Linked DNA regions of Mus musculus: all the other regions are linked to region 4. Evidence: chromatin contacts called from public Hi-C and HiChIP or PLAC-seq data. All regions are on one chromosome and are shown on one strand. Each heading gives the region's core, a stretch centred on a gene start, on an enhancer-like site or on the middle of the called end of the contact. The rest is flanking DNA. Distances are from core to core; before and after follow the strand shown.

Region 1 (5,864 bases), core at 219-2,718, 240 kb after region 4:
ACATATACACACAGCTATAAAGTTAAGTAAATCTTTAAAAGAAAGAAAAGAAAGGGATGACGACTACCTAGCATGAGGAGGAGGAGGAAGAGCAGGAGTACCAGTGGCCAAACTCTTTCCACACCTGTAGCTGATAATAAGAACAAATCAAACCTAGTGCATCCAGAAGTTTCCATTATGATGTTCATTTAGTCAAGATTCTAAACCTGTCTTCCAATTAACTAATTCCCCTTATAAATAATGAAAGCTACTATGTGAGCGTGTATAATGCCAGACACATCTTGCTCTCTACCTCGTATCATCACAGTGACAATCCCGGGAAATGGCATTGATAACTCCACCTTAGAAGGGAATCCAGGTAAGAACTGTGACATTTTAAACCCTGCCCACAATCAGGTGAGCTCATCCCACCTATCCCCGCCCTGCCCTCCTCTACCACAGCATCCTCCTCTGCTAACAGCTTCCTGCAGGGCTCCCCAGCACTGTGTGGATCCAGGCCTTCTCTTTGTTATTAGACTGAATTCCTCAGCCCACCCCCAACTCCCCCATCAATAGGGAAACTGTTAGCTATGGCTGTGGGGTTTGTTTGTTTTCAAGAAAACAGACTTAAAATAGTTAAGCTGAATAAAAATGGGAACATGAGAAGAGAGAGCAGTGAGAGGAAGAAAAGAAAGTAAAGAGAGGGCAGGTGGTCAGGCTAAGGAGTATCAGAGCACACAGAAATGGAAGGTTTGTGTAGGAATATGAAGCTGGGGAAGGAAATGGAGGCCCAGCCCCCGGGCAGGAGAGGTTTAGGGTGGGGGCAGGGTGAGAAGTGCCTGGAGGAGCCACAGGGGCTGAGTGAGCAGTGTCCTGGGTTCCTTTGGGAGCTGACAGAAGAAACCTGAGCCAGTCCAAAGACCTCGCTTCCTAAGTAAATTGACCTTTTGTAAAGTCACACTAGAGTAAGTACTGACATGGGATAAAGTGAACTTTTAGATGCCCACAACGTGTGCCAGTACCTTCATGCCAAGGTCTCCTTTGGTTTTAGGTAACTAGAAGGCACTTTAATGGCAAGCTCATGGCCTACAGAAGGCAAACACATTTAGGAAATGAGTTCTTAATGACCACTATGCCAAAAGGCACCACATGCATCTGCAGTGTCTCTGAGCACTTGGCAACAGGCAGTTGGCACACTGCAACAAGTGGTCGGTATGAGCACACATCAACAGGCAGTCGGTATATGTCAACGGGCAGTCAGTACACAGCAACAGGCAGTCAGCAGAAGTCCTTGTCATACACAGGAAACAGATGGAGTGGATAGCACTAACAGATAGTCAACTGCCTCTGTCTTCCCCCTCTAGACCCCAAGAAACACCCAGTTAATGACGTCATGAAGACTAGAAAAGCAGAAGCTCCTAACTGAGAGACAGCAGGATTTGCATATGCACCAAGGCACACTAGCAGTAGGGAGTGGTCAAACAGAAAGGGCAGAAACTCCTAAGTCAGCTCTAAGTTAGTTCCCTTATTCTCAAAAGTGAGAGCAACCACAGCCAGTGAGAGCCATTTGCACTCAACAGCCTAACATTTACCAGATCTAAGACTCTGAGCAAAGAAACCTGAGTCTCCAAAGATCTACCAACACTGACTTTCCTTCAAAGAGCTTCGAAACTCACTGCAGTCTTTAAAGGAGGGAAATCCAAATCAAGTGTAGGGCAATCCAACAACTTCAAGGAATGCAAAAGAACACAACAGCTAGAAGATCAAAGGGGTCCAGGAAAAGAATCTGGACATAAAGATTTCCAGTACAGTGGAGCCTAGGACTGCAGCTCAGTGGAGTACAGGGGATGCGCAAGGCCCTGGGTATGATGGCCAGCATATGTATCCAGGTAGTGAATAGAACCAATACAATTTGGGGAGAAAAAAAAAAAACAAAACAGAATTAAAACAGAACAGGCTACTGTGCGTGGAGTTTGAGAGAACAGAGTATAAACTATGAAAATGTTTTAAACTCAAGTCTTACAAAGCTCTATGGAGATGGCATGGAAACTTTGTGTTGAGAACCACAGATAAATTGCTAAGGCAAGCTCCGAGGTTCTGCAGTGGCTCACTATCTATCTATTGATACCTGCCATCCAGTACTGTCTGCCTCCTTCTTAAGACACGGGCAGATGCCGACAGCAACAACCATCTCTGGGATCAACCACCAATTATGAAGATGACCATCTAACCTCAGCATCTAACCTAATCTCGCCTCTGAGTTGTTGCTGATACATAAGTCATGTGAATACTCACTTTTAAATACACAGTGTATCAAAAAGCTCGGAAGTCCTGTACTTCTATCTAGCTGGTGAAGCATGAACAAGGACACTGATTGGCTCAAAGCAAACCGCGATAGCACTTGGTGATGGAGCTGAAAACTTGGGTTTATGTGCATACGGTTCAGAACTTACAAACAATACCTACATTAAAAACTAATAACCTTCAACAAATTAAGTTTAAAGAACTATGTTAACTTTTAGCTATTTAAGTCTACTTAGATCATAAACCTTTCAAGGTAAAAATCCACGTGCAAACTTGTTATACCTGGTAAGGCTCAGAAGAGCAAAGTGAGGCGTGCAAGCCTTCGATACTGACAAGCTCTGAGGAAACTGAAGGAGAAGGATCAGAAGCTCAAGGGGACCTGGTCTGCAGAGAAAGGCCCTGTCTCAAAAACTAGTGATAGTAATAACATACATATAAAATACATTTAAAAAAAAAACCTACCATGTGGGAGCAGTAAGGTGTCAGCGGGTGCTTGCTGCCACACTTAATGGCCTAAGGACTGTCCCTGGGACCCACACTGTAGAAGAGAGAACCAACTCCTACATGCTGTCCTATGACCTCCACACGGGCAACACTGTCACACCTACATATACACAAACTAAATAAGTGCAGTAAGAAATTTCAATCCACAGATTTCAAGCTGTGAGATAGCTTGCTGGGGTGAGGGCGCCTCCTGTGCAAGCCTTTGGACCTAACCTTGAGTGTCAACACCTACAGAAAAAGCCAGTCTGTGTGTGGCTGTAATCCCAGCTCAGTGCAACCATGACAAAAGATTCAGACAGCTTGAGACGCTAAGATTGCTGGAGGTCACCAGAACCCTCCTCAGGCTTCTGTATTCACATGTGTGCACAAACACATGCACAAGCACGTGTGTATGTGCATGGGGTTCACACCACATATTCACATGTGCGTTCTCTCTCTCTTTCTCTCTCTCTCTCACACACACACACACACACATACACACACACAAACACACACGCATGCATGCACGCACCCTAGCAGACACATACATACCACAAACATAGACACTAATTAATTTCAATTAAGTACAATATAAACTCTGCCATCTCATGGTACGGTGATGTCTGACGCACAAGTGAGATTAAACAGTGGCTTTTGTAGCAAAACACACATCTGAGTACTATACCAAGCAAATGACACCAACAAAGCTCAGCTAACAACCAAAGCAGCAATTAAGTAGTGTATTTGCTGTAACCAACAGCAAAAGCAAGAAAAGGTGGACTGAGGGGGCCGGTGGTGGAAGGTGGAACCATCCCACACAGTCTAGCAACAGCAGGCTGAGTTCCCGCTGCCCTTCAGGCAAAGAGGAACTACCAAAAGACTAATTAGGAACTGTCAAAATCAGAACCACATATGTAAGGGTGCACACACACACTTATTATATTTACAAACAAGATAGAAAACCCCTTAGCACTACTATGAAACAAAATCTGAAAAGGTATCGACAGAGAGGGAAGAACACCAGCAGTAGGGCTGCTGTGTTCTCCACGTGGGAAAGCCTAGAGCCTGACAGAGACTGAAACCAAAGACAGAACAGAAGAAAGATGAATGGACCACGCACGGAGAGAACGGAGCTAAAGAGAAACTGTAGTCTCTGGTTTGGAAACTTAAGATAGTGATACACTGTCCATGGAAGAAACTGTTCAAAAGCCAGAGAGACAGCTCAGTGTGTCAAAGAATGCCCTGGAACAAGGGTCAGAGTACTGACCAGCAAGATTAGCTAACCAACAAGCTCTGGGCTCAAGTGAGAAACCCTGCCTGATAGCCTCGACATAGAAGATAGTGAATGACTGAGGAAAACATCTCTGGCAAGCACATGTGCACACATACACCTACATGCACACACACATGTGCACGAGCAAACACACACACACACACACACACACACACACACACCCAACATAAGATAAAAGAACTTGTACAACCTTAAAATGAACAATCATACTGTTCTTAAAAGCAATTCTTCTCAGGGTTACACCTGCCTGATTGTTAGTCATCTTTAATATTATTAGAAGTCAGACAGAAGTACAGGAGAGTATCGGAAAGGAACTAAACTTTAGATGGGCTTTTTGAACCTTGTCAATGTAATTTACTTTAAATATCTGTGGGTAAATTATTTATCTTTTAGGAGAAACATTCTATAACTGGGCGTAGCTCTAAAGTCTCCATTTTGAATAGCACTAAATTTTATAATAAAGTTCAATTCTAATGTCTGTGTACAGGTGGGTCTCAAACTCCCTTGAGCTTGTGATCATCCTGCCTCCATCTCCTGAGTGCTAGCCTACAGCATGCACTAGCTCACTCAGCTGGTGTGGTACTGAGGATCTGACCCAGGGCCTGATGCATGCTAAGATGCATTCTGTATAGGCACCACAATCTCCATTGAGGCACAGGGTGTGGTGGCCATCTTACCCCAATGTCCAGAGCAGTACATAGCAACCATTCAAGATGGGTGGATTAGACAGCTGGTGGATAAATGGATTTTTAAAAACATTGTTTGTCTGGCCTCTTTATTCTCAAGTTTCTGACACCTCAGAAAGACAGAATAGAATTGTTCTTAATGTGATGGAGAGATAGCTTCCTGCTCTTCCTGAAGGCCCAAATTCGGGTCCTAGCACTCACCTCCCATGCCTTCACAACTGCTTATAACTGCAGCACCAGGGTATCAGACACCCTCTTCTGCCCTTCACTAGGGCCTACATATACAAGGCATTCAGTCACAGAGATGCACACTTGCATACACATAAAGAAATGATGAACCTTTCTTTGTTTATCTGGGGATTTTATTGTTTGTTTTCAACACATGATAGTCCCATCTCTAAGAAGCAGAGTATCAGTCTAGAAAAAGCACAGGGTCCATCATCAGACCTGTTTGAGAAGATGATCAGACTTAATAACACTCCTTAACTCAATGTGGAGACTTATTCTTTATCCTTAAAGTTACACAAAGCCTTAACTAAGACAAAACTACAGGTTATCTAGCAAGTACTGGGCACACTGATTGGTACTTGATATGCACAAATCCCTCTGTGCATGAAGGCCAGGAAAACAACTCCCAGTTGACAATCCTGATCTTAAGAATAAAGCTGACGAGAAAGGGGTTCCAGGGAAGAGGAACCCCAACTCAGTGCACAGTATCATACTATGGTAGAGATGTTAGCAATCATAACATGACCAGTGGGAACTCAGATGGGAGGAACTCTTCTTCAATGAAACAAAATAATCAGCAATGTGCTGCTCCTGACAAGTTTGACAAAATGATGCATAGTTTTCATTGCTATCATGTCAAAGACATAGTACTTAGTCTATCTATTGATCTACTGAAATTATGATTCATCAAGGATTTTCTTTAAAGACAGATTTACTACGCATGTGCAGGCTTTCTTCAGACTCTACACCAGCAGAACACCTGAACATTCAACTGTCCCTGTGTTCATGTGAACGAGCTCTCACTTCAGTATCATCATACATCGTGCAGACAAACTATAAGGAAAGGCAGAAAACCCAAAGTTCTGAAGAAAGCTTTGGGACAAACTCTA
Region 2 (5,869 bases), core at 2,119-4,618, 180 kb after region 4:
TACACCACTTTTATTTTTATGAAGAGCTTCTTAGTCCTTGCGCCATTTAATTTATCACCTTCATAGAGCCAATTTCAATGCAATGCAAACACTGCCACCTATGTGAAATAAGAACAATTATAGCTAAGGATGGAGTAATTCAGAGATGAAGTGCAGGACAGTGCAGCATGTTGTGTGCTGGTTTCCATCCTCAGCACCCAAAGGCACAGGTTCCTTAGACTAACTCCGCATCGCGCAGCATCTCTACAGCAGGGCATTAACCAGCAGAAACAAGTCTATACACTCTGTCTTGCAAGTTTTAGTTTGTTTAGTGCTAGGGACTAAACCCAAGGCTTCAAATATGATAAGATTATTATGTACCATTGAGCTATACCTATGACACATATATAAGTATTTTAATTCAAAGCAAATAGAGCACAGATAACCATTGTTTTGGGGGAGAGAGAGTGTGTGTGTGTGTGTGTGAGAGAGAGAGAGACTGATTTTCAGAGAGAGAGGGAGAGAGACACTGATTTTCAGATTCCTGGGAGCTGGAAAGATGGCTCAACAGTCAAAGTGCATTTCTGCTCTTCCAAACAACTCAAGTTCAATTCCCAGCACCCATGTCCAGCTCACAAGTGCCTGCAACAGCAGTTCCTGGGGGTCTGACACCCTCTTCAAGCCTGCACAGGCACCCATACACATATGGTGTGTGTGTGTGTGTGTGTGTAAATGTGTGTGTGTGTGTAATCTAATCCTGGAAGTCATCCGAGAGTAAAGAAAAACAGATACTCAGTGTCGGGTGGGTACATCTCACTGCCACGTGCAGCCAGGGACATTTTAATCTCTACTCATTGTAAACAATGTCTGAAGTGGAAATTTCTAGTTTCTTTGGAAAGTTAGTTATGTCAAATGATGTCTTGCTATAGCAGACACAGGTGAAAGGATGTTTTGATACAGCAAACATGTGGAAGGACCTGTGATGGGGAGGAGCATAAATATGTCCCCAGACAGTGGGAGAGGAGCGCTGAGCATTGGTTTGGTTTGCTCCTAATGCTGCTACTCAGTGAAGCGCGTCCAAGAACTGTTCGTGAGGCTCCTGAGGCAATTTGCAGCTTCCACAGCCACACCTCGGGCCAGTTGGCAAGCCTAAAGGTTTCTTCAGAACTGGACAGCAGCTGCTGGTTAATGCCTGGTGTCTGCCTGCTGAAAGGACTAGTCTGAAGCTGCCAGTTCATGTGTACCATCTACCTGGACAGAGCTGCCAGTTCATGTGTGCTGATTGCCAGTCTAGGACTGGTCTGGAGCTGCTAAGGGACTGAACTGCTGCCCAAGGAGGTCGAGCTGGCCCCCAAAGAACTCTTGCTGAACAGGTCCACTTCCACCATATCTGAATAACCTTTCTCTTCCACTACCTCTGCTGGGTGGTTGACTAGATCAGAGGTTGAACCCTTATTAAACGTAGACTGCAAAAAAAAAATTTGTGCCTACAAATGTCCCTCAAAATCGGTTCTGTTCATTCATTGGGAAGAAATTCAAATTACAGTTCTAAAATCCTCTAACTAAAATTAGGTTAATGATAATGTGGAGGGGACCAATAATTTCTCTATGATACTGAAAGGCTTGCTAACCCAGTTCACATGTTGAAAAGAGAACAAAAAACAATGAGACTAAGAAAATCTAAGATCTGTGTTGTGCAACAAACGTCATAATACAGGTATGTACGCATACACAAGCACCCTTGACAGCATGGTCAGCAGCCAGTAGTACTGTGCACCTGTCAGGGGATTGAGGACAAGGACATACAGAGTAGTTTCCCTTCCTGTCCACTAAGATGCTAAAGCTCCATTCATACTAATTACACCAAATGAGCATAACAAGTGTGGAAAGAACATGGAAAGCTCTGTAATATCCAAAATTAAACTGTAAGCCCTACCTGCCCAACGACCAGGTAACCTACTAGAATACTGGGAGTTGTAGTTCTTGTTATTTTCCTACAAAGCCTCATGGGAAAGTACAGTGGCCTATGGGTTTGTCTTTATAAACCTCTTTAACATGTGTCTCAGAGCCACTCAGCTGAGAAACTTCAGGGAGTGATCCTGATCAAAGTCCATCTCTTCTGGGTCAGTATTTAATATTTAATAAAGCTTGCTTCAAATTTGGGCCCAAACAGTGGAATTGGTTTTTCTTCCACAAATCTCAGGATGAACAGCTCTCTGAGATCTGATCACTTTTGTTATAACGACACCAAAAAGTCTTTGCTGTCACTGTTTATATTAATACTGATAAGAATTCAGACAGACCCTCTCCTCTGGAAACTCTAAAGAATTTGAAAATATCCAATGTATAAAATGGTTCAGGATGGTTTGTTTTATTTTGCTTTGTTTTTTGAGGCAGGGTCTCATATGTAGCTCTGTTTGTCCTCACTTATAAGGAGGACACTACAAAGTGAGCTCACTTTGTAGGCCAGGTTGCCCCTAAACACACAGACATCCACCTGCCTCTACTTCCCGAGTGCTGGGGGTAAAGGCAAGTGCCACTACACCCAGCTCAGAAAAGGCTTTTCAGAAAAACTTGCCATAAGACATCCTCAAAAATGAGTGTAAGACTTTTCAGAGAATCCTGGAAAACTACAGTTCAATAAAGGAAACCACAGCATCCTTCTGCACTCTCAATAACTAACTTACCAGGAGAGCAACGCCAGCATAGCCAGGAAACATTGTGCCAGAGCCTACAAGTAGGTGCACAAATTCTCCAAAGAGAATTTGCTGGTGTTTGGGATTGCTCAACAACACCCACAGGCTTCGTTCTCAAAGGCTCTGTGGCCGGTCAGCCATGAAGCTGGGCAGCTGCGCCCTTCAGACAATACCTGGTGCAGCTATAGACCCACACAGCCTGGGGTGGGCTGTGTGGTCTGGTCAGGTCACTTTGGCCTGTCCCTCCGAGCATCTCAGCGACTCTCTAATAGTCCTGAGAGGTATGGTTTCTGCATAAAAGCAGTAAATCGGAACAACATGGGGGAGGGGCATCGTAAGAGCTCTCACCAAAGACAGAAATGTGAACTGAGAGAAGGGCAGGTGCAGCGCCACATTACCAAACCACCTGACAGCTGCAAACCCACAGTAACCTCTGCTATCAAGAAATGACATCCCAGGGGCTTCAAATAATTTTTCTCAGAAACTTTTCATTAAAAAAAAAAAAAAAAACAAAAAAAAACACAGAAAGGAAGCTTCACCAAAGACCAAAATAGGATGAAAAAATATACATGAAAATATACATGAAAGATTTAAAATCACAAGCTACTGAGAAATTTAAATTAAAACCACAGAGTGGCATGGTCTGTACCTACTAGGACCGTCAAAGGAATGCAAAGGGAACTCTCAAACAAACATGATGGGGACACATGGCACATGTGCCTTGGCCACTCCAAACTGTTTGGTGGGTTTCTATAACACTCTTACCCAACACTCAAAATCACACACCTGCATAGCTCCTCAGAGAAACAAAAGCTAAGGGGGCTGTGGGTGGATGATAAGGAACCAGCACTTGCCTAGATTGGACAAGGCCTGGGTTCAAACCCCAGAGCTTTTTGAAAAGGGGGTGGGGTTTTCCTGAATGCTATGTTTATGGCAGTTCTACTCATAAGCACCCCAAGCTAGAGTTAGCCAAAGTGTCCTTCAGTGGTAACTATACAAGCAGTCTGTCCATCAATAGAAAGCGGCAAGCTACAGATAGACACCATCACTTGGATGAATCTCAAAGGCAAGGGAAGAAGAAGGTGCTCATTACACTAGATGACTTCATTTGAGTTGTTACATTAAATAGCAATTTCAGAAGGAGGAGCCAGAGGAACAGACCCGAGAATGCTACTGGCTATGAAGGAAACTGAGGCAAGATTTCAGACAGGGGACTCTCTTAACTCAGTGACTGAAGTCAGCAGAACCTGCACAAGAGTGACCATCTGCCCCCTGAAGCTGTACAGTAACGCCACTCGGACCTGCTAGCTTGTTCACAGACAAAGCTGGGAACACGCAGCATACTTTACCATATAGAAAAGACTATACTGTAACATCTTATTACAGCTGACACTAGATACCCTTCAAAGATAGCAGCTAGCTCAAGAACACAGCAGGGTGCAGCAGGCACCAGGCCCTCAGTATCATAACCAGCAGCACTACATGAGAAAGACTGTGGGCACCAAGGGTGGACTACTACACGATCGTTAGAAAAAAAGATTCTAAGACATAACAATCACAAGACAACAAAGGGGAAAGACAGAATGAAGGTAGGTCAGCTCACCAGGGAGATGCAACAAGACCCCAGAGAACGCACTCCAGCAGACCAGTCTGAAGAGAGACGATTCACCTATAACCGCTGCATCCACGTTAAGTAACAGATACAATCATCAGTCCAAAAATAAAACAAAATGCAGGCAACTGTGGGCAAGCACTCAGCCATCTGACCAACCTCCCAGCAGGACACAGATAAAGGCCCAAGGAGGGAGGACACCTGCAGTGTCACAGAATGAGTCTGGTAAAACCCAGTCCTGGGCTGGTGTCACATGTGCTCAAGTTCTACAGCAAAAGAACCTGGAGTTCAAGACAGATCTCTAAGCAAATCACTGCTCAGAAAACAATCAAAAGTGAAACTAAATATCAACATAATAAGAATTAAATTCATATAATACAGCTAAATCTGATTCCGAATTTTATTTTTTAAACATTTATGTATTTATTTATGCGTTTACTTACTTAATGTGTATGAGTGCTCTATCTGCATGCGCACCTGCATGCCAGAAGAGGGCATGAGATTACATTATATATGATTGTGAGCCACCATGTGGTTGCTGGGAACTGAACTCTGGAAAAGCAGCCAGTACTCTTAACTGCTGAGCCATATCTCCAGCCCCTAGAACTTTATTTTTAAACTTTAGCAGAACAAAAGAAAGACTTCAACTCATCTCATTTAATAAACTAAACAATGATAATAGAGAAAACAGTAAAGCCAAAAAATGGCTTTTTGGAAAAAAAAAATCAGTAAAATTCACAATTTTTTACTACTTAGACTAGCCAAGAAAGAAGAAAAATTACAACAAAAGAAAACAGAACAGAGGGTGGGGGTGGCACACGCCTTTGATCCCAGCACTTGGGAGGCAGAGGCAGGCGGATTTCTGAGTTCAAGGCCAGCCTGGTCTACAGAGTGAATCCCAGGACAGCCAGGGCTACACAGAGAAACCCTGTCTCAAAAAACCAAAAACCAAAAACTAAACAAGCAAAAAAGACAAGAAAACAGAACAGAACCCACCAATCACCCTAGCATCAACTGCTGACCGTGAAAAAAGACTGCGAAGCTCCTGAGAATGAAATTCTGCCACCAACAGAGAGGAGGGACCTGAGGCCTGGAGCTCTGGACCAGGGCTGAGGTTCACATCAAGGAAAGCCTTCCTCCTGGTAGAGTCTGCACAGGAGTGGGGTGAAGGTGTGTGAGACTGCATCTCTCCCTACTCTATAAATCAGCCTTACCCTGCCCTAATCAAACAGCGCAGTTAGATCAGTTTCCACAGTTGTAATACCTTACAGTGAAGATGGGTTCCACTGGGATTTCAGTGGCGACGAGTCACATTCAGACCATGCAGCTACTAAACAAGGTAAGCAGGACACATCAAACTCAAAGAAAAGTATAAAGGAGTAATCAATACTGGCTCAAGAAGAAAAATAGGTCTATAAAAAGAAACTGAATTTGTAATTAAAAATCTTTCCACACAGAAAAAAAAGAAAAAAAAATCCCAGGCCTAGATAAAAAAAGAAACAATCCAATACCTCACAAATGTCTAGACAGTAGAAGACTTCCAAGTCACCCTATGAATTCAGTTTCACACAATGCCAAAGCA
Region 3 (5,962 bases), core at 2,193-4,692, 220 kb after region 4:
GCAAGTAGGAAAGCTAGAGGCAGAAGAAAAAGAAAGAAAAAGAAAAAGAAAAAAAAATGGCTCCCTGAAGATTTTCGGGTCAGCTCCAAGAATTTTCCTTCTCCCTCTGCCAGGAGCACCCATCAATTCCCATAGCAACCAGCCCACAGCTTTGCAACTTGTCCAAGAGGGAGGTGCGCAGCAGCAGCAGCGGCAGCACACAAGAGTAAGGTCGGAAACCAGGCAGCAGTCTCAGCTAGGTGCTTGCACGCTCCAACAGTGCCTCTCTGCCTCCCAGTTCACACTACCAGACTGCTTTCCTCTGACCCCTCAGCCAGATGCTGAGACAAAATGCACAGAAAACAAGATTCTGCTTTCCAGTATGATGCCTAGACCAGTCTGTATGGCACTAAAGCAGGCGTGTCTCCTTGCTCACTCAGTACTCAGTTTGGGAGCCTCTAGAACTGACATTAAGATTGAGATGACCTAGGAGTGACCATCCAGGAACCTCAGAAGTGATAAACATTTGCTGAAGTGGCTGGAGACAGGTGGAGTCTTGTGAAGAGCAAGTCTCAAGATGAGAAGAACTGCAGGGGACCAGCAGCATGTGTGCCCCTAACATGCTTCCTGGAGAACGCTACAATGAGGAGCACATGTCATTATGACGACTTCTAATTAGAGTAGAGGGTGTCATCAGACGTAGGGGATATAGTCGTGATAATCAAGAGCTGTGGGCTGGGGATGGGTGCATGGTCAGTGATTTAGTATGTACCTCCTATGCAAGAGTCCAGGTTCCACCTCAGTACCACAAAACAAAAGAATAGAGAAGAGCTGAGAAAAAAAAAATGACTAATGAATGCAACATACTTATCTAAAGAATCACTGTATTGAAAGAGATTTTTCCTTCTCCCACACAAAAAAGACAAAAATCAAACTAAAAGTTCCCAGCATTGGCTATAAAGTAATTCTGCAAAGTTTTACATCTTCTTCCGAAAGCTAACAGGCAAGGAGACCAAGAGCATGATGGGAGCTGGTGGCACTTCTCACTGCCCACAGGGTCAGTAGTGTAAGCTACGGCAGACTCAGGCAGCACAATTCAAGTTCCAGCCCACACTCCTGTCCACTTCACATTGCAACCAGTATATTCTCATGACTTTCCACTGAAGACCCCAGAGCACTGTGGTGGGAAAAGTCCAACTTTTACCTAAGACACTAGACCCTAAAAGAGTATTTCACATTACCAAAAGAACAGAAATGAAACCCAATACATGAAGAAAGAACTATCAGTAATAAATCTTCTTAAACTAAATTTTTTTTTTTAAAACAGAGAAGTTGGGAAACATCTAATGTATAAAAACCAGTTGCCCAGGAAATCAAAGCTTCTAAAAGAAATCTAGATTCCCATGTAAATGTGCTACAATTCTAGTAAGACTAAGAAGATATTCTTACAGAATGCTCAAAAGCTAACTCTACAGCTCCTGTGGGAAAATCGTGAGAATAATTGGGCTAATTATGGAAAAGAAGATTAATGAGGAGGGCTAGCCTTAACACCTGCCAGCCAGTGAAAGTTTGGAGAACCTGTAATAACTAAGAAGTAAAACTGCTTCCTGAGCCAATGGACACACCAAAACTCCAAAGACACATGAGGGAATTTCATGTAAGATAAAATGTAACCTTTACAATAAATCAGCATAGAGAGAGATAAATGTCTCAACAATAGTGATGGCAGAGCCAGATAATCAGAGGAAGAACAAAGGGAGGGCTGCTTGGCCAAATAAAACACAGTAACAAGAATGCTTACACATCACAGAAACCACCAGAGTCTTCAAAGAAAGCAAGACGCATTTTTCATAATCTTAGAGAGAGAGCCCACGTGTCTTCTAATAGGACATAAAAATCTAATGAAGTTGAAAAATGCACAGATGGCAAAAGTTACCAAAAATGGAAAATATAAACGGTGTAGGAAGGTGAAAAGCACTTTGTTTGTAGTTAAGGGATGAACAGGCACAGGACAAGAGTCAGTCTACACACTGGGAAGTTCCCATTAAGCACCTGAAAGTGTGTTCATGTGCGGCGTGAGAAACAGACAGAAAACTAGCAGTGAGAGTTCACTTTTCACTTGTGAAATTGACAAAAGTTCATAAAAAGCAAAGCTAAGCCAAGCTGAACGTGGCAGAGTGTAGCTATAGTGCCAGGCAGGAGGATTAGGAATTCACATTCTGAGGCACTCTCTGCTACACCTCAGGTTCAAGACCAGCCTAGACTATCTGAGAGATCTTAAAGAATAAGCATTATGTATGTAAAGTAGAACAGTAAGACTACACACCTCATTAGACCCAGCTATTGGGAAGCTGAGCTGAGGTAATGTAAGCCTGGGTACACACGGAAACTTCATGCCAAACAAAGTGAGATGCAAGCTAAATGGTATTCTACTGACAAGAGAGAAGAAAGCAGTATCTATTGCCGAGAAGATACATTTGTGTAATTTATTTGGGGGAGGTGAGGTGTTAATACTTGAAACAGGCTCTAACAATAATAGTCTTTAAACCAGAAATCCCTCTAGATAAATTGTATACTTTTAAGTCAAGGTTAGCCACTGAGTATTTTCTATTGCTATAACAAAATGCCTGAGCATAGGTAATGTACAAAGAATGACGTTTTGACACTGAAAGTCCTAGACTCAGTGGCCCATCACTTTGCCCTATGGTTAAGAGACTTTTGGCCACTTCACAACATAGTAGCTTCTGTGAGGGCATCACGGTGGACACATACTCAAGACAAAAATAAAATGAGATTCAGGGACCAGTTTCACTCCTATAATTACTGGCACTTGTGAGAATGAACTCCCTCAGAAGACCTGCCCTAATCCCTTCTGAGGGTAAAGCTATGGTGAAGCAAGGACTTCACTATGCCCCACCCTTTCTGTGTGTTTCAGCACCTTAGCATGACACACAGGAAGCCAAGCTTCTAGTACACTGCCCTTTGGCAGGCAGACACTCAAAACCCATCCGTATCTTAGCAGCTACTGTGGCACTCTCAATGCCTAAAGCCTGTCACTGAGACACTGAATGATAAGGAAAAATCTGCAGCTAGAATGGATTCAGTGTGCTATGCTTCCATAAGAGCTACAATTCATACATAAATATAAATGTCATATGGTAGCTGAGTAAATCCTGGAAAAAAAGAATGTTGTGAGAAAAAAGTACTAAAACCCAGGTACATCTACATAGCTCTGCTTCCCTAAATATCTGCGGCTTACATCCTCTTACACACGCTAATGAGAAACATCAAAGTCTAAGGTACTTGGTCAATTTTCAAATCCTCCCTCACTGCCTCTAAAGATGCACCTGCATCACTTTCTAGATTCCAAATCCTTCAAGAAAAAAGGGGGTGGAGTGACACTCTGCAAAGCTCCGCTCTGGATGCAGAGAGAAAGCTGCCTGTGTAGTTAAACAATGAAAGCCAAGTTGACAATGGGCAACATGGTGACGTTCAATTCAAGTGTTTACGCTGTTCTGTGTCTTAGTTATTTGTCTATTGCTGTGATAAAACACCCCAACCTGGGCAACTTTAGAAGGGTTTGCTTGGGGCTGGCAGTGCCAGGCAGGTAAGTGTCCATCAAAATTACAGCAGAGCAGCTTAGCAGCAGGATTGCCTAGTGACTAGAGCTGAGAGCTGATGGTTCACATCTTGAACCACAAACAGAAAGCAGAGAAAGCAAACCCCAACGAGCAAGAGCCTTAAACTCTTAAAGTTCACCCCTAGTTGTAGAAGCTCAAAGGTCCCTGTGCTCACAGAGAAGCACTAGGAAAACAGGAATGCTAAACACCCAGACTTGTCCCTTCAAAGGGAGGAACAGATAATTTTATTTCCCACCCAGAAGCCTGGGGAAAGATGCTTAACAGCCTGGTGACCTTTGCACGTTGGCATCACTGGATCCTCCCCTTATAGCATGAGCTTGTCAATATACAGAACCTCTCTTTATGGAAGATGTCACACATCAATCTACACCCCATCTACATGAAAATTTTCTCATGTACTTTATAAAGAGTTCCAATAGAGCCATGTCTTTAAGCTTTCCTGTGCACAGACATGGAGTCTTATTTAACACAACCCTCAGTGCTAACTAATGGCTTGCAAGGTGATTCATGAGAAGCAGGCAAGGATGTAGAAATTAATAATACACTACAGGCAGAATACAAATATAATAAATCTTTTGATTCAAACATTCCCGAATAATACACACAACATTGGGCAGCTCGCAAAAATGGCTTTGTTCTAAGGGCTTTCCCTAAATATTTGACATTCTTTTAAATGACACAAATCCTATGTAAACTGAGTGACTATAGGAAAAGGTTCATGTTGTGGTGGTTTGAGTGAGAATGGCCTCCACGGGCTCATATATTTGAATGTTTAGTCATCAGAAAGTGGCTCTTTTTGAGAAGGATTAGAAGGTGTGGCTTTGTTGGAGTAGGTAGGTGTGCCTTGTTAAGGGAAGTGTTTCACTGAAGGCAAGCTTTCAAGTTTCAAAAAGCCCATGCCAGGAACACACACACACACACACACACACACACACACACACACACATACACACACACCTCCCCTACCTCTCTGCCTTCAGATCAGGATGTAGTTCTCAATTACTTCTCCAGCACCATGCCTGCCATGCCTGCTGCCATATCCCATTCCTTAATGGTAATGGATTAATAAGCCCCTGAAGTTGTAAGCAAGCCGGGATAGCAATTCTGTACCAAGAGTGGCAAATGAAAACTGACCATTTCAAGCGTCAGAGCTTCTAAATGTGACACTCATCAAGTATTACACTGATGTGTTAAATGCTTTCTCTTCTAAGAATTGCCTTGGTCATGGTCTCTTCACTGCAAAGGAATAGTAACTAAGACAAGATTTTCATAGTGAATGACATAATTCAACTAATCAAGACCCAAAGTAATATCTACCTGCAAAGGTGAAACTTACGAATGCCTTCTTAAGGAAATGAGTATGTTCAGAGGAAAGAGGGGTACCTCACAGGTAACTACAGGTGAAGAGATGGCCTGTGCCAAAGCTTCCACACCACTTCAAAAATAGCTACAGAGAGGATTATGCACTCCCAGGGCCAGCATGCGGAGAGTGCTGTGAGCAGTGCTGCGCCTTCTGTGGCCCCCCTCAAATGTCTGCCCCCAACTGCTCTCTTCGTTTTGTTTTCCACGTGGTGCGGCATGTGCTGCTGTGACTGTTCTAAGGCTGTTTGCACCGGACAGTTCCTTCAACCCTGACCACCTCACAGCCTGCCATCCCTGAGACACGGCTCTGTATGCCTAAGGCTCTCATCGCCTTGCACGGCTCCTGGGTCCCATGTGACATCTGAATGAAGTGCAGCTCAGAACTTCGCTAAGAGCTCCAACCAGAGGGTTTGAGGAGCTTGGGAACAGATGGGATAACAATCGTGGAACCGAAAGTGACAAAGGAAAACCGACCATCTCAAAACATCAGAGGTTTCGAACGTAACTCATCTCTTAAGCAATTAAAAAGAAAAAAAAGAAGTCTTTCCTGTCGTGATAAACAATCATTCAAAAGAAAGAGATTTCACACAATGCTTTACTCTAAGACCAAGAGTCCTTTAAGGGAAACTTAACTCTCATTTAATCCTGTGTGGCCCTGCCTGTGGTATGGATAATGAGGCAGACACTGGGTGCACAGCACATTCCTCAGGCCTTAGAACAGATCAGTCTGACCAGGAAGAGCCTTCCAAATGCACTAGGAAACACTACCGGCCTGTGCCCAGCCCAGCCTCCCAGGCAGCAATGGTGAGAGTAGTGAGCATGCTCTGTAGCACCTTCCGGTTCCTCCAAAGTCACATCCACAGCAAAGCCCGATACAGCAGAAGTAATGCTCAAGTAAAGCCAAAGACAATGCTGCTTGAACTAGATTTATATTAATATGAGCAGATCTCCAAAACATCAATGAAAGAAAAACATACAGA
Region 4 (6,588 bases), core at 1,416-3,915:
TCTGACGGCCTCATCTCATTCCTTATCTTTGCTGGGCACATTGCATCAGCTGGATCCAGTCTCCCTTTGTCAGCATGAAGAAGGGCATGAATGCTTTGTGACACGCAAGGCTGCTCACTTTTAGTATGTCCGATTGTTGTTTCTCTGAGTACTCCCTATTTCTCTGCTCTGCTCGGTCTCCTCTCTTTACATCCCTGCTGCCATGTTTTTTCTATGTTGAATCATCCTCTTGACTTATTCTCATGTTTTCAAGGATCTATAAACAAAACACATTACCAAAAATGTAAATCATAATATAAAAAAGGGATATTCAAATGGGCAGTGTTGTCAGGAAAGCTTTTCCTCTTGAAATAGTCACTAGCATTTCTACTATGGTTTAAAGGACAAACTTCATATTGAATGGCAAGCTGTAAGTTAAGACTACTTCTATAGTTGGAAAGAGGAAGTGGGCCCGCAGGTGATAAATGGGGAAGAGAGGGTGGTGAGTGGTTAAAATGTCTTGTGTCCACACACAAAGCTGTTGTGAGTGTACACAGCTGTGTTAGCTAACATACTATAGCTTCGAAAGCACTTCTAAGAGTCTGATGTCTTTCTTGAAAGTTCTGACATCTAGAGTCAACCTTGCATTTGTATAAAGATTGATCAAATCACTTACCGTTGCCTGCATGGTTACCATTCAGAAGAAACAATGTCTCACTTTAAGCACTACAGAGCAGTCGTTCTTAACCTGTGAGCCGCGACCCCTCTAAGCCGAAGGACCCTTTTAGAGGGGCCATCTAAGACCATCCACATGTCAGCTATTTATATTACCATTCATAACCGTAGGAAAATTACAGTTATAGAGTAGCAACAAAAGTAATTTCACGATCTGGGTCACCATATCCTGAGGAACTGTGCTGTATTAAAGGGGTGCGGTGTTAGGAAGGTTGAGGATCTAGACTTTTACATATATACACAGAAGAATCTGAATTACTCAGAATTTCAGAAACGTCCCTCAGCTGCTGTCTATAACTGCTGTGCACATCACAGAATCAGAACCATGAATTGGGGAGGAAGCACGCTAGCCAGTGTCATTTAGCATGACTGGGAAGTAACTCCATTCTGCACAGAGCCAGTGCTTGGATGCTGAGTGGTACTTGATAAGTTAATTTGTCTCATCTCAGCCATGGGCACTCACACCGAACACTCAAACCCTTCTTACATTAGTGATGTCTGTCTCCAATGTAGGCAGCTCACAGCTCTTAATCTATGAAGCCACTGTCATGGCCTCTTTCTTTGTAAAAACAGAAAACAGCAGCATTACTGCAAAGCCTGGCGGGCGGCAGTGGACAGGTTATCAGTTCAGAGTAACAAGAGATGCTATGTGGACACTGGGAATGTGCCCTGGGTTTCAGAGACACCTGGTGTCTCCTTTCACACCTTATGCCCATGGGTGATCCTTGGGTAGGCGCTGTAAAGAGTGGTGTCCCTCCTGCCCAGGCTGAGTGGCCTCCATGAGCCTGTGCTAGGCCAGGCATGGAGAAATAAGAAGGTATGAGAATGGCCCAAGCTCAGAAGGGAGACAGACCTTTTCAGGTTCCTACAATGGTCACAGCACTTGGGGGGCTGGGGAGGTGACCCTTGAACATCTAATAAGTGAGCAGGGGACTTCAGGCTGGGCATCTCCTTTCAGACCCCCCAGCTCCTATGTCGGAGCAGGAGGGCAGGAGACCATTTGGGTAGCTACCGAAATTGGACTCTCCTTTCAGCTTAGCCACACTAGGCTGGGTCTGGAGCATGAAGGGAGGGAAACAACGAGACATTTCTTATGCCCATTTTATTCATTATAGCAAGGATCTATGTAGGCATATATTTTTCACAACCTACTTTAATAAGAGTTCGACTTCCCCTCTAGCAGAGGTAGTGGAAAAGAAAGGTTATTAGGATAGGGGTGAAGTGGACCTCTTTAGAAATAGTTCTTTGGGGGCGATTCCCATCTTCATTGTTTTCTGTCAACTAGCAAACACCAAACATAAATCAGCAACTGCAGTCCAGTCCAGTTGGCAGGCAACACACCGGGAACAGCAAAGGCAGTTCACTCCAGGGGATAAGGTGAGGTTTGCCAATCGGCCAAGTCCAGTGACCAGAAGTCGCAGGACTCTCACAAGAAGTTATTTTGGTGGGTTTCTCTCTATGAGGTCACTACAAGCGAACTTCAGCAATGCAATGGAAGGTGAACCAATCTATGCGTGTCATCAGCGAAGGCTTGCAAGGCAGTGGAGGCAAAGCAGCTGGCGCTCCCACTCTCTGTGGGGCCATATTTATATTCTTTCTAAACATTGGGCATCCTTTCACCTGTTTGCTATAGCAAAACATCCTCTCACCTGTGTCTCCTTCATCAAAACATTCTCTCACGTGTCTGCTTTAGCAAGACATCCTTTCCCCTGATTGTCCCAGCAAAACATTATAACCCAAGTCTTCAAAGAAACCAGAAATTTCCACTTTAGATCTACTACATACATGTAATGAATCCTGATGCCTGACCCTTTTCTCTCCCCCTCGTTGGTTTTTCTTGTTTGATTTGTCTTGCGTTTTAAACAAGATCTCCTCCTCTGTAGCCCAGGCTGAACACAGCCTTAACCAGATCCCTCCTGTTGCAGCCTGAGTGCGGGAATTACAAGCATGCGCTGACGTCACCCCTGCTTTCCTCCAATCATGGAGAACCGCATCAGCGGCTTCATCGACATCAGCGTTTGATGCCGCTGGACCGCCTTTAAAGGAAGGGGTAGTATGTGTTTCTGCACCTCAAAGCCTAGCAGTCTATCTAAGATCACTCTATGCTTTCTGACTTCCCTGCCCCATAATTCCCAGGGGCAGCTTTCCAACGGCTTCCCTCCGCAGTGATGTTGAGGTTTACAAAAGCTGGAAGTGCCTTCCGGGGGGTGGGGGTGGGGGGAGGAATCTCCACAGAGATTCTTTCCTTCTTGCCCTGGAGCAGAAATAACCTATCACCCCCACCCCCACCCCCACTCCCTCCCCGCCACGACTCCCTTCCCTCCTCCCCGGTTCACACAGCAAGACCTCTTTTTTCTCCGCCCTCTAGAGTTTCCACCACCAAAAAAAATATTTTTTTTTAAAAAAGATGCAGTACTGAAGGGGTCAGTTTGGCCAGTCCCACTCCTTAGCGCAGACTCTGATGGGGCTATGGTACTTCTTGAAACTGAAAGCGGGAGAGACGCCTGCTTGTAGCCATTAAGGAAACAGCCCAACTGGCTTGGATGCCGGCCCAAACACAGACAGCAGAGGACGCTCACAGCATGCTGTTAAGCCTGCACGGGTGCAAGTTGGTGCTGGGGGACGTTCTGGCTCCGGAAAGTTCAGTACTAAAGTGAATGGCTACACACATACCCATGGCATCTTCTCTCCTTGGCCCCTCTGTGATTTTCTCCTAAACTCACAACCTACATCGCTATCACATGCCACCTTTTGTGTTCCTGACAAGCAGCCTGGAAGCTGGGGACATGAACTTCGTTTCTAATTTTGTAGAGATCTTTCCTCCTATGAAACTTCTCTCCCTCCTCCTTCTGAACTTTGAACTGTAAAACTGTCAGAAGAGCATGGGGTGGGGGGGGGGGAATTCCGCTGGGAGCGGAAGTCTCTGAGCAGCAGGTTTTGGTAATGAGGCTACTCACCTCTTTAGTGAGCTATCTAAAGAGACCTTGATTTTGGTTTTGGCTGGTGTAGAGGGGAGTCATTTAAGTAAATCTAATTGACTCTTTCTTCTCCACCCACCCACCAAAGGAAAGAGGGTGACCCCAACTCATGCCTCAGTGAAGCCCGTGAGTTACCGTCCTTTGCTGGTTCAGCCCACACAGAGGAACTGCTATGGGTCCCACGAATACTGCACATTCACTCTCAGAGCATCACAGAGTCTCTGCCCCAGGTTTAACGGGATGCTAGAGATCTCAGCAGCTTGCTGAGGTGGAGAGACCCACCCTGGATAATGTTCATCAAGGGATTCCAGGTCTGTCTCTGCCTTGTCCCTCCCAACAAAGCCTGGACTAAAGGAATGGGGAAAATAAATGGTGTGAGGGGGCAGGCACAACCTTGAAGAAATGTATAGTCTGGACTAAAGCCTCAGAACCAGCTGACACTCCCAGAGCTGCGGCATCCAATTTGAAAACAACGGGGATAGTCTATTGGGTGGCCACAGGTCTTGTCCGCAGCTTATCAGCACAATGGGGGCCTCACTGAGACATATGACACTCCTGGAGGGATAGTGGCTATTGTGAAGGCTAACCCGGCATTAAAACTCTTCAACAGATGAAAACAACCGGTGAAAAGATGAAAATTGACCTGAGACAATGACAAGTCTCATTCCAACCCTAAGAAAAATGTCCTAGTATTGGATGCCTGTGAACTCAGGCCGACGCAGCCTTGAGCTATGTCAGGTGATCAAAAACAACATTCTAGCCTTAAGTGATAAGAATCTTATCAAACCCATAACCAAGCAGCAACATTGTGTTCATTTCGGCTCTTGGAACAGAATCCAGGTAAAGGTTGTAACTGAGAAGCTACTGAGACGAGAGGCCAAGCAGGTGCCATCCAGTGAGAAGCTGGAACGCGCTTAGTGCTGGAGGAAGCATCAAGGAGGAAGAAGCCATCTCTAAAGAGAAAGAGAAGGGTTTTCCTCGGGGTCCTGGGGACAAGGTCCGGCACAGAAGGCTAGAGGTCTGGTGAGTGCAGAGATTTAGAATCCAACTGAAATGAGTACAAACTTGTGAGAGTGAGGGGCTGACTCCTTGGTTTCTGGGTCCTGTCTTCCCTGGCCGGAAAGCAGGGATGTGGTGTGTTCTTGGCAGAGTGCCAGGATTGCAAGGCCTTCAAGAGTGTGCCTCTGGATGGAAGCTGGAGAGAGGTGGAGCCTGAGTTGGTGTAGAACTTCGTAACACTGCAAAAAAGAACATTTGAGGCAGATTGCGACTGTGACTCTTGGCTGTCAGTAAGGCTGAAAAGGTGACTTCCTGTACTTGCCTGCACTGGCTGATTGTATTTTAGGCATTTGCTGTCTCCTCTGCAGAGAGTTTAGGGTCGAGCTCTCCCTGCCTTTGACCATCAGAGAGCTGTGCCTGGTGGGATGAGGGTCCTTTCCACCGCTGTTCTACAGGATAATCCAAAAGCAGGGCTAAAGTGCCAAAGTAGGTCAGGGTGAGATTGTCCCTAACGTGACACAATGGTCAGCCCTGAACCTTTAAGTGATGCTCAGCCTTCAACAGCACACAAACTGTGGAGACAGAGTGGCTAGGCACAGTTAGAAGTTGACAGGCATTCACACTGGAAGTGGCTGTTCCTTCTCTCTTTGGACAACATGCTTCTCAGAGGGGACACAGTGACACCAGGAGGCACTCATCACCAAGGTCACCATGGATCTCATTCACTGTCTTTTGGCCTAGTTGAGATTACTCAAGTCTGCTCCTAGCTGTTCCTTAGGAGTAGGCTAGTCCTCTGGCAAGCTAAGGCTTTGGGTGCAGCTGATACAGGGTGCTTGAGAGAGGTGGAGGTAGTTAGAACAGATCTCCCACACTGAGCAGCACACACACACACACACACACACACACACACACACACACACGGGACTTCACACATAGCCAGGCTGCCTCTTAGTACCACCAGACAGCAGGCAGAGGGAGTCACAGCTCTGCGAACTTGAATCCTGGCTCATCCCTTCCCTGGCAACAGAAGTGTGGTTCTCATGGGTGCTGCAGAGAAAATCAGGAGTGTGACTTCCCAGGGCCACCTCCCTCCTCACTGCCCTCCAGGCATTTGCCCTTCTGCTAAGTCCTTAGGTGGCCTCAAGGAGGTCATAAGGTGTCCTAGTTTATTCCCTCGGTTGCTATGGTAAAAACGCGGACCAAAAGCAACTTGGAGAGGAAAGGTTTTATTTGACTTACACTTCCTCAGCACTGTCCATCGTTGTGGGATGCAAGACAGAAGTCAAGGCTGGAGCAGAAGCTGAAGTTGCTTTCTGGCTTGCTTCCCATGGCTTACTCAGTTTGCTTTCTTATATAATCCAGGCCTACCGGTCCAGGGGTTGCACTGCCCACTGTGGTCTGGGTCCTTCCCACATCAATCATTAATCAAGAAAAAGGCCCATAGACATGATTACAGGCCAGTCTGATAGAGGCAACTTCTCAGTTGAGTCTCTCTCTTCCCACATGTCCTGGATGTTTGTGTGTGTGTGTGTGTGTGTGTGTGTGTGTTAACTTGAAACAAGCCAGAGCATCCCTCCATCAGCTCCTGCCTCCAGGTTCCAGCCCTGCCTGAGTTCCTGTCCTAACTTCTTCCAGTGATGGACTATGATCCGGAAGTGTAAGCCGTTCCTTCCCAACTTGCTTTTGGGTCAAGGTGTTTTTATCGCCGTAATAAAATCCCTAATTAAGATCAATTGGTACCAGTGTCGTGAGGTATTGCTGTGACAGCCCTGACCACAGTTTGAGAAAGACTGTGGAAGGACTTTGAAACTTTGGGTGAGAAGAGCCATTGGGTGTAAGAGCTCTGGGGGATGATCTGTAGGATCTTGGAAGATAATGTTGAGAACAGTGCAAATGA

What was found. HiChIP or PLAC-seq counts read pairs in DNA pulled down with a chosen protein or histone mark. A called contact is a pair of places that touch in the nucleus more often than the background predicts.
Region 1: an H3K4me3 HiChIP or PLAC-seq map of bone marrow-derived macrophages shows a contact between it and region 4, with 2.5 times the contacts expected there. The contact joins two enhancer-like sites. A contact is called at or near these places in 2 of 15 datasets of contacts at CTCF or cohesin (the NIH/3T3 cell line and large pre-B cells), 2 of 484 Hi-C or Micro-C datasets (cerebral cortex and nephron progenitors) and 3 of 115 datasets of contacts at active chromatin or transcription factors (bone marrow-derived macrophages, cardiomyocytes and large pre-B cells).
Region 2: a contact with region 4 is called in a RAD21 HiChIP or PLAC-seq map of pro-B cells, with 2.8 times the contacts expected there. The contact joins two enhancer-like sites. A contact is called at or near these places in 2 of 15 datasets of contacts at CTCF or cohesin (large pre-B cells and pro-B cells), 7 of 484 Hi-C or Micro-C datasets (CD8 T cells, cerebellum, embryonic stem cells and 2 more) and 5 of 115 datasets of contacts at active chromatin or transcription factors (CD8 T cells, bone marrow-derived macrophages, cardiomyocytes and 2 more).
Region 3: a contact with region 4 is called in a Hi-C map of Th1 cells, with 3 times the contacts expected there. The contact joins two enhancer-like sites. A contact is called at or near these places in 2 of 15 datasets of contacts at CTCF or cohesin (CD8 T cells and pro-B cells), 1 of 484 Hi-C or Micro-C datasets (Th1 cells), 5 of 115 datasets of contacts at active chromatin or transcription factors (CD8 T cells, bone marrow-derived macrophages, extraembryonic endoderm stem cells and 2 more) and 2 of 9 other capture datasets (adipose tissue and liver).

The regions. Positions count from the first base shown.
Region 1 is chr12:82,221,470-82,227,333 of GRCm38.p6, reverse strand. It overlaps a transcript of Sipa1l1 not described here. Among named protein-coding and RNA genes, the nearest start is that of Sipa1l1, 87 kb to the left of the region's middle. Within about 2 kb of position 1,468, at least 161 of the 459 cell types and tissues checked have an H3K27ac peak or open chromatin away from gene starts, as enhancers often do. A contact at or near this core is called in bone marrow-derived macrophages, where this site is marked.
Region 2 is chr12:82,292,655-82,298,523 of GRCm38.p6, reverse strand. It overlaps a transcript of Sipa1l1 not described here. Among named protein-coding and RNA genes, the nearest start is that of Sipa1l1, 16 kb to the left of the region's middle. Within about 2 kb of position 3,368, at least 30 of the 459 cell types and tissues checked have an H3K27ac peak or open chromatin away from gene starts, as enhancers often do. A contact at or near this core is called in CD8 T cells and pro-B cells, where this site is marked.
Region 3 is chr12:82,248,476-82,254,437 of GRCm38.p6, reverse strand. It overlaps a transcript of Sipa1l1 not described here. Among named protein-coding and RNA genes, the nearest start is that of Sipa1l1, 60 kb to the left of the region's middle. Within about 2 kb of position 3,442, at least 28 of the 459 cell types and tissues checked have an H3K27ac peak or open chromatin away from gene starts, as enhancers often do. A contact at or near this core is called in CD8 T cells, Th1 cells and extraembryonic endoderm stem cells, where this site is marked.
Region 4 is chr12:82,466,883-82,473,470 of GRCm38.p6, reverse strand. No RefSeq gene overlaps it. Among named protein-coding and RNA genes, the nearest start is that of Gm30966, 6.6 kb to the left of the region's middle. Within about 2 kb of position 2,665, at least 295 of the 459 cell types and tissues checked have an H3K27ac peak or open chromatin away from gene starts, as enhancers often do. A contact at or near this core is called in CD8 T cells, Th1 cells, bone marrow-derived macrophages and 2 more, where this site is marked.